Linked DNA regions of Mus musculus: regions 2 and 3 are each linked to region 1. A link is a contact called in public HiCAR-type and HiChIP or PLAC-seq data. All regions are on one chromosome and are shown on one strand. The core of a region is the stretch at or near the end of the contact, and the rest is flanking DNA. Distances in the headings are between cores, read along the strand shown. Region 1 holds the start of 4833412C05Rik (RIKEN cDNA 4833412C05 gene). Region 2 overlaps Igf1r (insulin-like growth factor I receptor). Region 3 holds the start of Pgpep1l (pyroglutamyl-peptidase I-like).

Region 1 (3,861 bases), core at 1,101-3,600:
GTATTGACCTACACCCTGCCTAGCCTCTCTGCCACGGTGTCAGCATTGTGTTGAGATGTGGATATGTGTTTTCTCTGGAGGGGGTTGGCTGGCATGCCCTACACAGGGAGACACCAGAGAATGACTCATCAGCCCAACAGCACCAACCTTTCAAGCCTCAGGAATCTCTTGAGCTGGTGGCTAAGTGATTGACAGATGAAAATCAGCCGTGACAGGGATGTTTTCAGCAGGGGCAGTAGATGCTAGGATACAGGGCTTTTCCTGTTGGCATGCAGATTAAGTACCAGCCAGTACATCACTAGGTACATGGCTCTGGCTTTAGCCAGCTGATTTCACTGGACACCAGGAGTCTCAGGTAAAGGATCCAAAAGGCAGTGACAAGCCAGGATCTGCCACTGCAGCAGCATCTGGATACATTGGCAACATCTGTGGGAGCAGGGAACGGTGCTCAGGGGTGCTGGAACCAGCTGCTATTTCCTAGTATCTCTGACTAGGTCTTCCTTCAGCTTGATTTCCTTTGTTTCCTGCCCAGTTTTTAAAGCCTCTTCTGCCTTCTTGTCAGTTCCAAACTGTCCCTTTCTGCCCTGCTAGCCAGAACCAGTTCCTACTAAGAGTCTCTGCCTTGTAGAGATGCTTAATTATTTGATAGTACATCTGGACATAGAGAACCCTCCCATTTTGCTTCCTTAAGACGAAGGGCTATGCTCATTTGCATAGTAAACCTATATGGAGTACCTACAGGCTGTGTGCTATGGCAGACCTAGTGTCAGGACATGTAGCTGACTAGGAAAAGCATGTCTCTGTCCTTGGGAACTTATTGAACTAAAAGAAGGCCAACATCAAACAACTAATTATGGAATTAATTCTTCACTGGGTCCTCCCATCAGCACTGGGTGACGCCAAACTATAGGTAAATATTTGAATCCCACAGAGGATACAAAGGAAACATGGAAACCGGAGACACCGCTCATGTCTCCCTTCCAAAGTCATCAGTTCAGCTGGCAATAGAGCCGAGAGCTTATGTAACTAAGAAACCATCCCACGCAAGTTCCCACACCAGAGGGACACGGGGGTCGTTAGTGTCCAATTCGGGGGATCAGGGAAGACTTTGTGGGGGATTTATTCACGGCCTTGACAGTGGATCACAAAGAGCTCAGCAATGAAGGAAGAAAGCATCCCTGTAAAATTAGCCACCTAAAGTTCCGCCACCCACCAAGGCCCACAGTTTAGTGCTGCCATGAGTCCCCTCTGAACAGCCACAGGACAAGATCCACTTATACACGCTGTTGACTCCCTGCTGTGTCCATTTAACAGTGTGTGGTGGATATTTGGCCTCTGACAATTATTCCTAGTCTACATCCCATTTAAGCAGCCAAAGACGATTCCATTACATGGGTGTACAGTAAACGAATCAAATCCCTATTAATGAACATTTAGGGTTTGGGTCAAGGGTATATACACTCTGGAACCCCAAGGCCTGAGCCTGAATCCAGTTAGTGACCTGGCTGGGTGGTAGGAGGAAGGCTGTGTTTCTGAAGGCGTGGTCCTTCCCCGTAGCAGAGGTACCTGCAGATGGTAATGATGTGGGATATTCAGAACAGTGGTTAGCACCCAGGGAGCGCTCAATCAAGGCTCGGATCGGACAGGCTATAAGCACTCTGTCATCCTGACCAAAGTGTTGGTTTGCTCCCCTCTGTTTCATCACTCAAAACACCCAAAGTGCACACAGTCAAAAAGCACATACATGAGCGCAATCATCTAGTCACCACTGTGATCGGTAAGAGGTAGTGAACGAGGAGAGCCTCTGACTCCTTCCTGGAACCCATCAGGACCCTCCCGTTATCCACAAACCATCTAGTGAGGTTTCTTGATTTGCCTTCTGGGTGGCCTTCTGGAATCTAAAGCAAGAGGAGCATTCATAACAAGTCAAGTCAGACGCTTTCACTACGATTTCAAGGAGGGGAAGCTGGAGTCGAGGCCATGTTTGAAAATATAGGTCAAATCTTGGTTTCTGTGGTTACTGAACACTGTCAGCCACTGTGACTCCCTCTGTGTGGGTGATGCCAAGGTTCAGAGGTCTGACAGCCCTGTCTAGCTCCTCTACAAGTGTCACCTCTCTCGCCCCTCCCCAAGGTCTGAGGCTTCTCTCAGCCCTACTGACCCCCAGGCCCGAGGGTCCTGAGCTTGGGCAACACCCAGGAGTAAGCTACTGCAGGTACCTTGCTCTTCATGCCTGAGGTTGGGGGCGGGGTGCTGGGACTGCTGCTGCTGAAGTTCGGGATGTCTCCATACCCCTGCAGTTCTACCCACTAGTCTGCTGCTGCATGTGGGGACTGCCGGGGAGCAGGGAGGAGGCCATGTGGGGAGGGAACAATGTAGTGGGTTGTTTAGCTGACTGTCAGCCTCGTTCTGGGATCCTCCTTTCCACGCCCCTTGGCTTAACCGCCACAGGCACAGCTCACAGAGGCAAGAGCCCCCTTATTTGGTCTTGGAAAGAAAGGGGAAAGGTTATCCTCGGATGCCTGCGGCGTTGGGTCATCAGCCCGCAGTTGCTGGCCCGCACCCGCGGGTGCAGTTCAGTCTCCCACCGGCAGGTGGCGGCACCGCGCAGGGTCTGGGGAGATGGCCAGCTGGTAAACAACCCGCAGGATCCAATGCCCTAGGGTGGGGACCCGCCCGGATGGGGGTGGGCGCCTTATGAGTCCGCACGTGGACAGTGATGCGGAGGGAGAAGCTAAGCTTCAGAGGAAGGGAATGGGGAGGAAAGAGCCCAATACCTTGTTTGTGGGAGAGTCAAGCTTCCCGAATTGCTCTGGCTGTAGGGTGTGACTTTGCCTTGATGGATTTCACGTGAGCGGCTGGAGAGTGCGCTGTGCCAGGCGGGAATCTGCTTCAAAGTCACCCACGCGGGTTCAGGGGACTCGAATCTCTGGATGTGTGTCAGTAAGGCACCGTGTGGGGCTCTGCACCAGCTGGGAGATTCGCTTTCTTGCCCATCCTTTTTCCTCTCAATCTCCTCTCTACCCCCCCCCCCCCGCCTCCTCCTTGCTCTTCCTGCCTCTCCGTGAGCCTGGGGGTGTGAAGCGACCCACTTTCCTCCTTGTGGCCCGAAGAGTTTTTAAGTTCGAACCGCCACGTGGCTGGTTCCTTTCCTACACCTTCCTGCAAGAGAACAATTGCCACCATTTTATCTTGAGGTTAGAAAGGCTCTGGTCACCCCAACAGTAATGGACAATGCTGGTTCCCCAAAGCCAATGTTTGTTTCAGTGATTGAGAACTGCCACACACACACACACACACACACACACACACACACACACACACACACACACACGCACGCACGCACGCACGCCCCCCACCCCCACCCTTGCCGCCGCCCCTTCCAGTGACTCCTCCAGGTAAAGCCCAGGGGTATCACAGGGAGCTGGCAGGGCATAGTGGCCTCCCAACACTTTAACACTTGCCTTTCATCCCAGCACTCAGGAAGCAGGGGGCTTAGTGAGTTTGAGCCTAGAGGGCCAGTCAGGGCTATATAATTACATTCTGTCTCAAAACAAAAACAAAAACAAAAACAAAACGCCAAGATTTGGGCTGTAGTGGTTAAGAACACTTGCAGCTCTTGTAGGTGACCCAGGCTGGATTCCCAGCATACACAAGGTGATTCTCCACCATCTGCAACTCCAGTTCCAAGCGATGTCTTCTTCCAATCGCCTCAGGTGCCAAGCATGCATGTGGTGCCCATACATACATGGAGGCAAAGCATAAAATGGGTAAATTGCATTCAAAACAGAGCACAGAGACGTTTTAAAGATGGATCAACAGTAGACCCTCTTCCTGGACTTTCACTGACCTCCAAAATGG
Region 2 (3,675 bases), core at 89-2,588, 280 kb after region 1:
CAGGTTAACTCTGGTGGTAGTGCTACGCAGAATACATTTCTAGGGAAAAAAAAGAGCGATGCTTAGTCAATGCTTTCTTACAGTATCACAGAGAGAGGCACAAGCCTGCCAAAATGACAGTTAAGATACTGCTATTTTGATAGAAATATTAGTAAATGTCATATTACCCTCTGCTAAATATTTATAGCATAGAATATAAACCCTAATGCACAATATTTTATGGAAGAAACCTCCTTTGTCTCATATCCATTACACTGTGCTGACATTGGTCTGTAGTTTCCCTCCAGAGGCCTGAAGGAAGAAAATGTTATTAATACCCTCTTATTCCAGCGGACATAAATTCCATTCCAAGAAAGCACCTTTGAGTCTTTGGTTCTTCTCAAAGTGGAATATTTTAAAATATACACATTTATTCTTTCCTGGATTCAAACATCAATGCTTTTCTTTAAAGGCACAAAGAGGGTGGTGGTAGAAGCAAATTTTGAGTTTTTGAGAGAAGGCAGCATGTTCAGGAGTGAGGCATATGGCCTATGTATATACGTGAGGCTCCTGTCAGGAAAGGAGAGGGCACTCAGAAATTGCAGTGTGCTCTGAGTTCAGCTCTGTGACTGAGCAGTGGTGCCCAGTAGCTGTGATTTATAAGGTAATATGTGCCAGACACTTTTCTCTGGGTCGTTTACAAGGAGTAGTCTAGAGTTGTACAGGCTTTGGTTCTTGGTCATAGTTTGGGGTTGTAGTAGATAGAGCCCCAAGGCATTTCTCAGGCAGGTGTAGGTTTCATGCCAGCTCTGTGAGGCGATTCCACCTAAAAATGTATGGGTGTAACTTCTACTCTGTGCTATGAGAAGTTGTCGGTGGTGGTCCTCAGATTGGTCATGTGTGAGAAAGAACTGTGCCTGCCACGAAACTCTGTGAATGGCTTAATGATTCTCTACAGTGAGCCTACGACTATTTTTATATACAAAGTGGACTTGAAGATTAACTGGTATAGAGACTGCCTCCCTCCGGCAGCAGGAAAGTGACCTGTCTGTACAGTTCCATCTCCACGGTAAGGTGATCCAAGGCCTGTTTACCTGCAGCCACTAGAAACCCTTGTGCAAATGTTTGCTGCTGTTTGGTAGTTGCGAGATCAGTAACCGTTTTTTTTTTCAGAATGGAGTGATTTCAGACACAGTTTGGGAAACACTTGAAATACCAAGTGACCTTAATTCACTGTAACTCTCCAACTGGAAAATGTGCCCAGTGTGTCCTTGAATCAAGAGCCCTCACCTCTTCACCCTTGCTGGCTCTGTAGCTATCAGCACTCCTGCTGTGTGGCCAGTGGGCTCCCGGGCTCCCGCCCCTGCAGCCTCCTCCCCTGCAGCCTCCCCTGCTGGTCTTCCATGCTTGGAGTGGGTCACTTGCCCTAACATCGTTTGTAGTTTGGCAGAAACCATGTGTGTGTGTTTCCTTGACCTTAACCTCACTGTGTACTTGCTCAAGGAATAATCTGAATCTGCTGATGTCTTAACTACTAAATCATGGTGACATTTCATAATAGTTAATCTCCAGATCCATAAGCAAAGAAAGTGGGGGAGCTGGAATATTGGAAAGACTGATACTGCAGCAGTAACAGATTGTTTGGAAACAGTAAGGTTCAAATAAATATTGTGAAAGAGGGCAGGAGAAGAAAAACATACAGCAAACAGCATCTCGTGCTGCTTTAACTTTGTTCTAGGCTTGAAGTAAACAGTTGGAGTTTTTTTTTTTTTTTTTTTTTTTTTGTCTTAAAGGTCATTCACATGCGCCAGTAGGTAACAATATGCAAATCCTTACGTATTGTGTTATTACATATTAGTATGTGTTTCTTTGAAAAAAATGTTTTTGTCATTGTTATTTTAATATGGGAATCGGGCTGCCCCCTTACCTCAGCTTTCTGAGTACCTGGGACTGCAGACACCATGCCTCACTAATCTAAAGGGAAAGCTGTGTTCTATGAGCTGTCACTTCTACAGGGAACGATCCAGATGTTTGATAATACTCCAGGAGGACATAGAAATAGAGGCAGTACTGAAGTCAGTGGCTCTGCAGTGTGGTTTATAGCCAAGTTTGTCCCACGACCTGCAGCAGTGAGGGGGAGACACATTGGGGCTTTACTGCTTGTTGTAGAAGCACACTGAAATGCCACAATGTTGAAATGAGAACGAAGGGAACAAGCCCTTCCTTATTTCAACCTCTGCTTGCCAACCTAGCCTCTGCCAGGTGACTTGACTTGAGAGTCCCGCCGGTTTCTGTCTCCTGGAGACACTTGTTGATCACACTGGTTGATCACTTTGATGTGTGAACGTCACATGCATGACTTAGCTGCGGGATCTCATGACTGGTGAAGTATGAACGTCACATGCATGACTTAGCAGTGGGATCTCATGACTGGTGAAGTATGAACGTCACATGCATGACTTAGCAGTGGGATCTCATGACTGGTGCAGTGTGAACGTCACATGCATGACTTAGCAGTGGGATCTCATGACTGGTGAAGTATGAATGTCACATGCATGACTTAGCAGTGGGATCTCATGACTGGTGCAGTGTGAACGTCACATGTATGACTTAGCTGTGGGATCTCATGACTGGTGCAGTGTGAACATCACATGCATGACTTAGCAGTAGGATCTCACGACTGGTGCAGTGTGAACGTCACATGCATGACTTAGCAGTGGGATCTCATGACTGGTGCAGCCAGGTGCTTGTTCCTCCTGGATGTGTTTGCTCACCCTCACAGACAGAGTCCTGTCTGTCGAAGTTCTGAAAAGCCCGCTTCTGAGGCATCTTTGAGGAGACACCTCTTTTCTTCCTGTATATGGGGTGCTGGTTGGTGTTGGAATGAGTCCCACTTTTAATGTTCCCCTCATCCTGTGTGGGTCCCAAAGCTCTGTATGTGTATGGTCGCCTTTGTGGTCAGTGGACAGCTTGTACCACACAAGCAGTGCTCCTTTTTTTGTGGGTGGAGGGTTGGTTTCATGACAGGGTTTTTCTATGTAGCCCTGGAACTTATTCTATAGACCAGGCTGGCCTCAAACTCAGAGAGATCTTCCTGCCTCTCAGGTGCTGGGAGTAAAGGCCTGTGTGACCACCTCAGGCCCATTGTTTTCTTTCAAATGAAGTGACCTGATGTTCCTACTGCGTGGGCTGTGTAGCCAAAGCCTACTAGTCCTCAGGCTGCAAATGGAGTCCTATTTTATAGCTGTGTCCTCCAGGCAGCTGTGGTGACTGTTTACGCAGAGACTGCTGGCCCTCTGTAAACTTGGTCATCTGCAGTGACAGTTGTTAAGCTGCTAGTTAGTAACATATTTAATAACTTGGTTTTCCTTCTGAACCCTTCCACTGGGTATGACCAACCAACATGTGTGGTATTCTCAGGAGCCCAGGATGGGGCTATAGTTCAGTGTTGGAGCACTTGCCTAGCATGTGGTAGGGCCTGGGTTCTACCCGTAGGGCAGTAAACCTGCTGAGAAACAAGGTCCCTCTAGGCCCCTCTCCCTTGTATCGGTCATAATAGCTGAAAGAGCATCTGTATGTACAACACTACTCTTGACAAATACATCTATTTGACTGAATATTCTCTTTTACTAACCCAGCCACTGGGCAATCAGAGATGAACAAAGCCAGGTGTCTGAAAACAGTCACCAGAACAAA
Region 3 (3,830 bases), core at 578-3,077, 460 kb after region 1:
TGGCTTTGACTGATAGGATACACAGTCTTGCAGCTGCTGTGGGAACCTGCAGCTCTAAAGAACGGCTTAGAAAATGTTGAGATTAAGTAGAAAGACCGAGAAGCCAGCTTCCTCTAGGATCATTAAAAACCCATCAACACACATTTCACACACTTTAGAACCACATTCAGCTTTGAGGAAACTACATCCTTGTTTGTTTTAAATTAGGAAAGACAACTCCGGGAGCAAGGTTAGAAGGTCTTGTTTTGCTGGGCTAAGCCTCATTCCCCATCAAGACTGCCTTGGAATAGAGTTGGGTAGTCAGCCAGAAAATGTGGTAGAATCATCGAACCCTGGGGAGGACTGCAGGTTCGCCTGGTCTCTCATTTTACTGTTGGTCCCAGCCAACACCTTAATCTAAAGGCTGTTTGTTAGAATCCTTGCATTTCACCATCTGTCTACATACCAGTTGTCAAGACAAGATTTACACAACTAGGGGCTCCAATAAAATGAAGAGTCTGTCCTCCGGCAAACTCAAAACATTACTAATAAAGGCAGGCCACACTCTGGGATCCAGTGGGCATTTCCCAATGGCGCCTGACTCCCAGCAACTGCTGGCTGATGAGAGAAATGTAGGGAAAGACGTGAGTCCAAGAGGGGGCAGCACATTTCCATGCCCATATTTCATTTGAGACAGGCACTGCTTTTACCAAGAGTATGGTTTCCTGAGGACGTCAAATGTAATTTGAGCCATTCCATCTCTGGACCCGAAATAAAAAAAAAAAAAAAAAAAACAAATCAGAAGTGCAAGGGAATAAGAGTGTCTCAAAAGAATGCTCTTTTCTTTTCTTTTTTTTTTTTTTCCTTCCTCCTTTTGGAAGGCTGATAGTATGAATCACTGTCCGAAAGTATTTATCAAAGAAGCTTTCAATTAGGACAGGTGACAGGAATCCTTTGTTTCCCTTTATCGAATACAAGTTGGAAAACTTGAAATGTGCCAAATGTGTCTAACTAAAAATAAATAAAGCGCTTTGGTGTCTGACTAAAAATAAGAGCATCGTGAGGAAAGAGTAAGCCCATAGGGACCAGCTGTGACAATGACAGGTGCCTGTGGCTGGGGTGACTTCAGATGTGCGGCTGAGATGGAGGACAGAGCAGCCACCATTCCTTCCAGGCTGACCTTTTGGGGTTCAGAGGCATCAACCAGTGTGTGTGTGTGTGTGTGTGTGTGTGTGTGTGTGTGTTCAGTGGCATCCACAACCAGTGTGTGTGTTGGTTATTTCAGTGTTTCCATAGTAGCAAAAGCACCATGGGGGTTGGCGACTGCAGTCTCCATCAAGGCCTGGTCCTTTAAAAAGGATGGTATGAGGCCCTGTGATGGTTAATTCTGTCTAAATCTGCAATTCGATGGTCTCCACTGGGTCCTAGGCTTAGGGACAGCAGGTGGTAGCCTGGGCTCCTCCCCAAGGGGCTGAAGGACAAACAAGGTCTGAGAGAACCTAAGCCACAAGTGGGCACCTCCGTGCATGGCACTCAAGTTATTTGTGGCGAAGGGGCTCAGAGGCAGGAAAGCCTGTGTTTTTTTTTAATAGGGCTGAGCAGGAAGTCAGCTTCCATCTGGAATTCCTACCAACACCAGTTGCCACCCGTGTTCCCCTGGGAGAGCTGTTTACAAGCAGAGTCGAGCAAGTGCGCATTCCAGGCCCCAGCAGAAAGCAGCCAAAACCAAAACCCGGAACGCAGGGAAACTTGGGCTTACCGGTCACCACCACGCAGCGGGACTGCGAATCCATGAGACCCGGCTGCGCTAGGCTGGTCCAGCCGAGATCCAGGATGGAAAAGACCACGTGGGGAGTGTGGAAAGGCCACGCCCCTCGGGAGCAGAACTGGCGGCCTTTGGACACTCGAGGGTCATAGCGCCGCCAGAACTAATATGGACTCAGCTTAGTTGGTTCCGTAGGATACATGACATCATGGTGCTCGACCCTATAGCAACCAACTGTCCCAAGACTGTGGGGTTACTAGGACCCACCACTGAAATCGCTCAAGCTAGGACCGCGCGGGTCACCCTCTCTGTTTTTTGCACCTATCTTCTTGATTACCTTGATTTTTTTTTCCTTTTTCCTTTTTTTTTTTTTTTCTCGGTAGAACCCCCTGCTGCCTGGAGTATTGCCCTGTGTTTGGAAAGTGTGACTTGGCTTATGATTGTTCTTGAATTCTGCAAAGCGTTTAAACAAGCAACCAAACTCGCAGCAAACACTCACTGGAAGCTGACTGTAGGCGGTGCTTGCAAGCACCTGCTGCCTAGACCCAGTGGGTCCACCGTCAAATTTCTGTTTTCTTGTTCTGCGGAGTGGGGCTCACCCCCGCCCGCTTAGACGGAGCATACTGCCTCCCACGCATGTCCCCAGCTGCATCTGCCTGGAGCGACAGGGTCTCACCAGCTGGCTGATGTCTGCTGGCTTCAGACTGGCTCATCCTGTCTGCGAAGTGCTTCCTACTGCGTTCCCTGGCAAAAAAATGCCATCCGATGTCACCCACGGTCTTGGCATTTCTCTGAGTTAGTTGAGCTCTTAAAATCTGTCAGAGAAACAATGACGGGAAACCTTACTTTTGGGACAGTTCACCTATTGATGCAGCCTGCTGGCTTTTCAAAAATACTTAAGTTTTGTTTTTGTTTTTTTGTTTGTTGTTGATATATATATATATATATATATATATATATAAAACAACAACAACTCTCTCTCTCTTATGAGAGAGAGAGAGAGAGAGAGAGAGAGAGAGAGAGAGAGAGAGAGAGAGAGAGAGAGAGAGAGAGAGAAATAAAACTCGGGGCTGGAGAGATGGCTCAGCGGTTAAGAGCACTGACTGCTCTTCCAAAGATCCTGAGTTCAAATCCCAGCAACCACATGGTGGCTCAAAACCATCTGTAATGAGATCTGAAGCCCTCTTCTGGAGTGTCTGAAGACAGCTATAGTGTACTTATACGTAATAATAAATAAATAAATCTTTAGAGAGAGAGAGAGAGAGAGAGAAATAAAACATACTTCTCTCTCCCCATCCGGGTGAGGCAGGGAAGCAGCCACGGGTGATCTGATGAGCCCCAGTAGTTGTTAACTACTTAATTGGCCGCGTGAGACATTCCCTTTAATTGGCCCTGGAGGTGGGGTCCTGGCTTCTTTTGTTTTGAGAAAGCCAGCTCTATCCCTCCCTGCCACCCACGCATCCACCCCGCCCCCCAGGCTGAGACCCGACTAGATTCTAGAGGAACTCAGGGGCTTTGTACTGGACCTGGTTGCAGGTGGGGTGGGAAAGAGGGGGTGTCTTGGTCCTAGTTTCTCACATTCCTGTGGGCATTTGTAGACATTTGTCCAACACCCTATCCTGAGCTGTCCCTCCCTGCTTGGTGGCCTTTTCACATTTCTGTTAGGAGGGATTTGCTCCTTCCCTGCCACAGTTAAAGCAGATGACAGACGCAATGTCCCTGTTTGCAAAGGTGGTGGCTGGTGGTGCTGAGGCTTACCAGTGCTCAGGAGGCAGAGGCAGGCAGATCTTTGAGAGTTCGAGGCCAGCCCTTGTCTACAGAGAAAGTTCCAGGGTAGTCAGGGCTACACAGAGAAACCCTGTCTCAAAAAAGATGAACAAATGCCACAATATCATGCGACCCTGTTTACGAATGTTTACTACTATGCTGAGAGAAAGCAGTCCCTTAAGGGCAGTTACCAGTTGTGTCAGTTGTGAACAATACCACTCTATACTCTCTTGACAATGGAGCTATAATCTCTTGCAGCTGTTATTATTATTATCATTATTATTATCATTTAGAACAGGTTGTGTGTGGCACAAGCTAG

The links. HiCAR-type assays count read pairs that join an accessible place to other places. HiChIP or PLAC-seq counts read pairs in DNA pulled down with a chosen protein or histone mark.
Region 2: a HiCAR-type map of kidney shows a contact between it and region 1, with 4 times the contacts expected there. The contact joins the enhancer-like site here to the promoter of 4833412C05Rik in region 1. A contact is called at or near these places in 3 of 484 Hi-C or Micro-C datasets (Sertoli cells, myocytes and primordial germ cells), 6 of 115 datasets of contacts at active chromatin or transcription factors (craniofacial prominence, embryonic limb bud, embryonic stem cells and 3 more) and 1 of 9 other capture datasets (embryonic stem cells).
Region 3: a contact with region 1 is called in an H3K27ac HiChIP or PLAC-seq map of embryonic fibroblasts, with 11 times the contacts expected there. The contact joins the promoter of Pgpep1l here to the promoter of 4833412C05Rik in region 1. A contact is called at or near these places in 22 of 39 promoter capture datasets (the 3T3-L1 cell line, 3T3-L1-derived adipocytes, the C10 cell line and 16 more), 1 of 15 datasets of contacts at CTCF or cohesin (the NIH/3T3 cell line), 2 of 484 Hi-C or Micro-C datasets (ECoMG myeloid progenitors and bone marrow-derived macrophages), 18 of 115 datasets of contacts at active chromatin or transcription factors (the NIH/3T3 cell line, T-cell acute lymphoblastic leukemia, craniofacial prominence and 12 more) and 4 of 9 other capture datasets (adipose tissue, embryonic stem cells, liver and 1 more).

Annotation. Positions count from the first base shown.
Region 1 is chr7:67,801,146-67,805,006 of GRCm38.p6, forward strand. 4833412C05Rik (RIKEN cDNA 4833412C05 gene) reads right to left here and starts at 2,351. Exons shown (of 3, transcript NR_045954.1): 1 at 2,220-2,351. Gm34350 (a long non-coding RNA gene) reads left to right here and starts at 2,044. Exons shown (of 3, transcript XR_391567.3): 1 at 2,044-2,215.
Region 2 is chr7:68,079,378-68,083,052 of GRCm38.p6, forward strand. The region is part of intron 2 of Igf1r (insulin-like growth factor I receptor); the gene reads left to right. Among named protein-coding and RNA genes, the nearest start is that of Gm51488, 56 kb to the right of the region's middle. Within about 2 kb of position 1,339, at least 15 of the 459 cell types and tissues checked have an H3K27ac peak or open chromatin away from gene starts, as enhancers often do. A contact at or near this core is called in Sertoli cells and kidney, where this site is marked.
Region 3 is chr7:68,262,406-68,266,235 of GRCm38.p6, forward strand. Pgpep1l (pyroglutamyl-peptidase I-like) reads right to left here and starts at 1,828. Exons shown (of 4, transcript NM_030101.1): 1 at 1,739-1,828.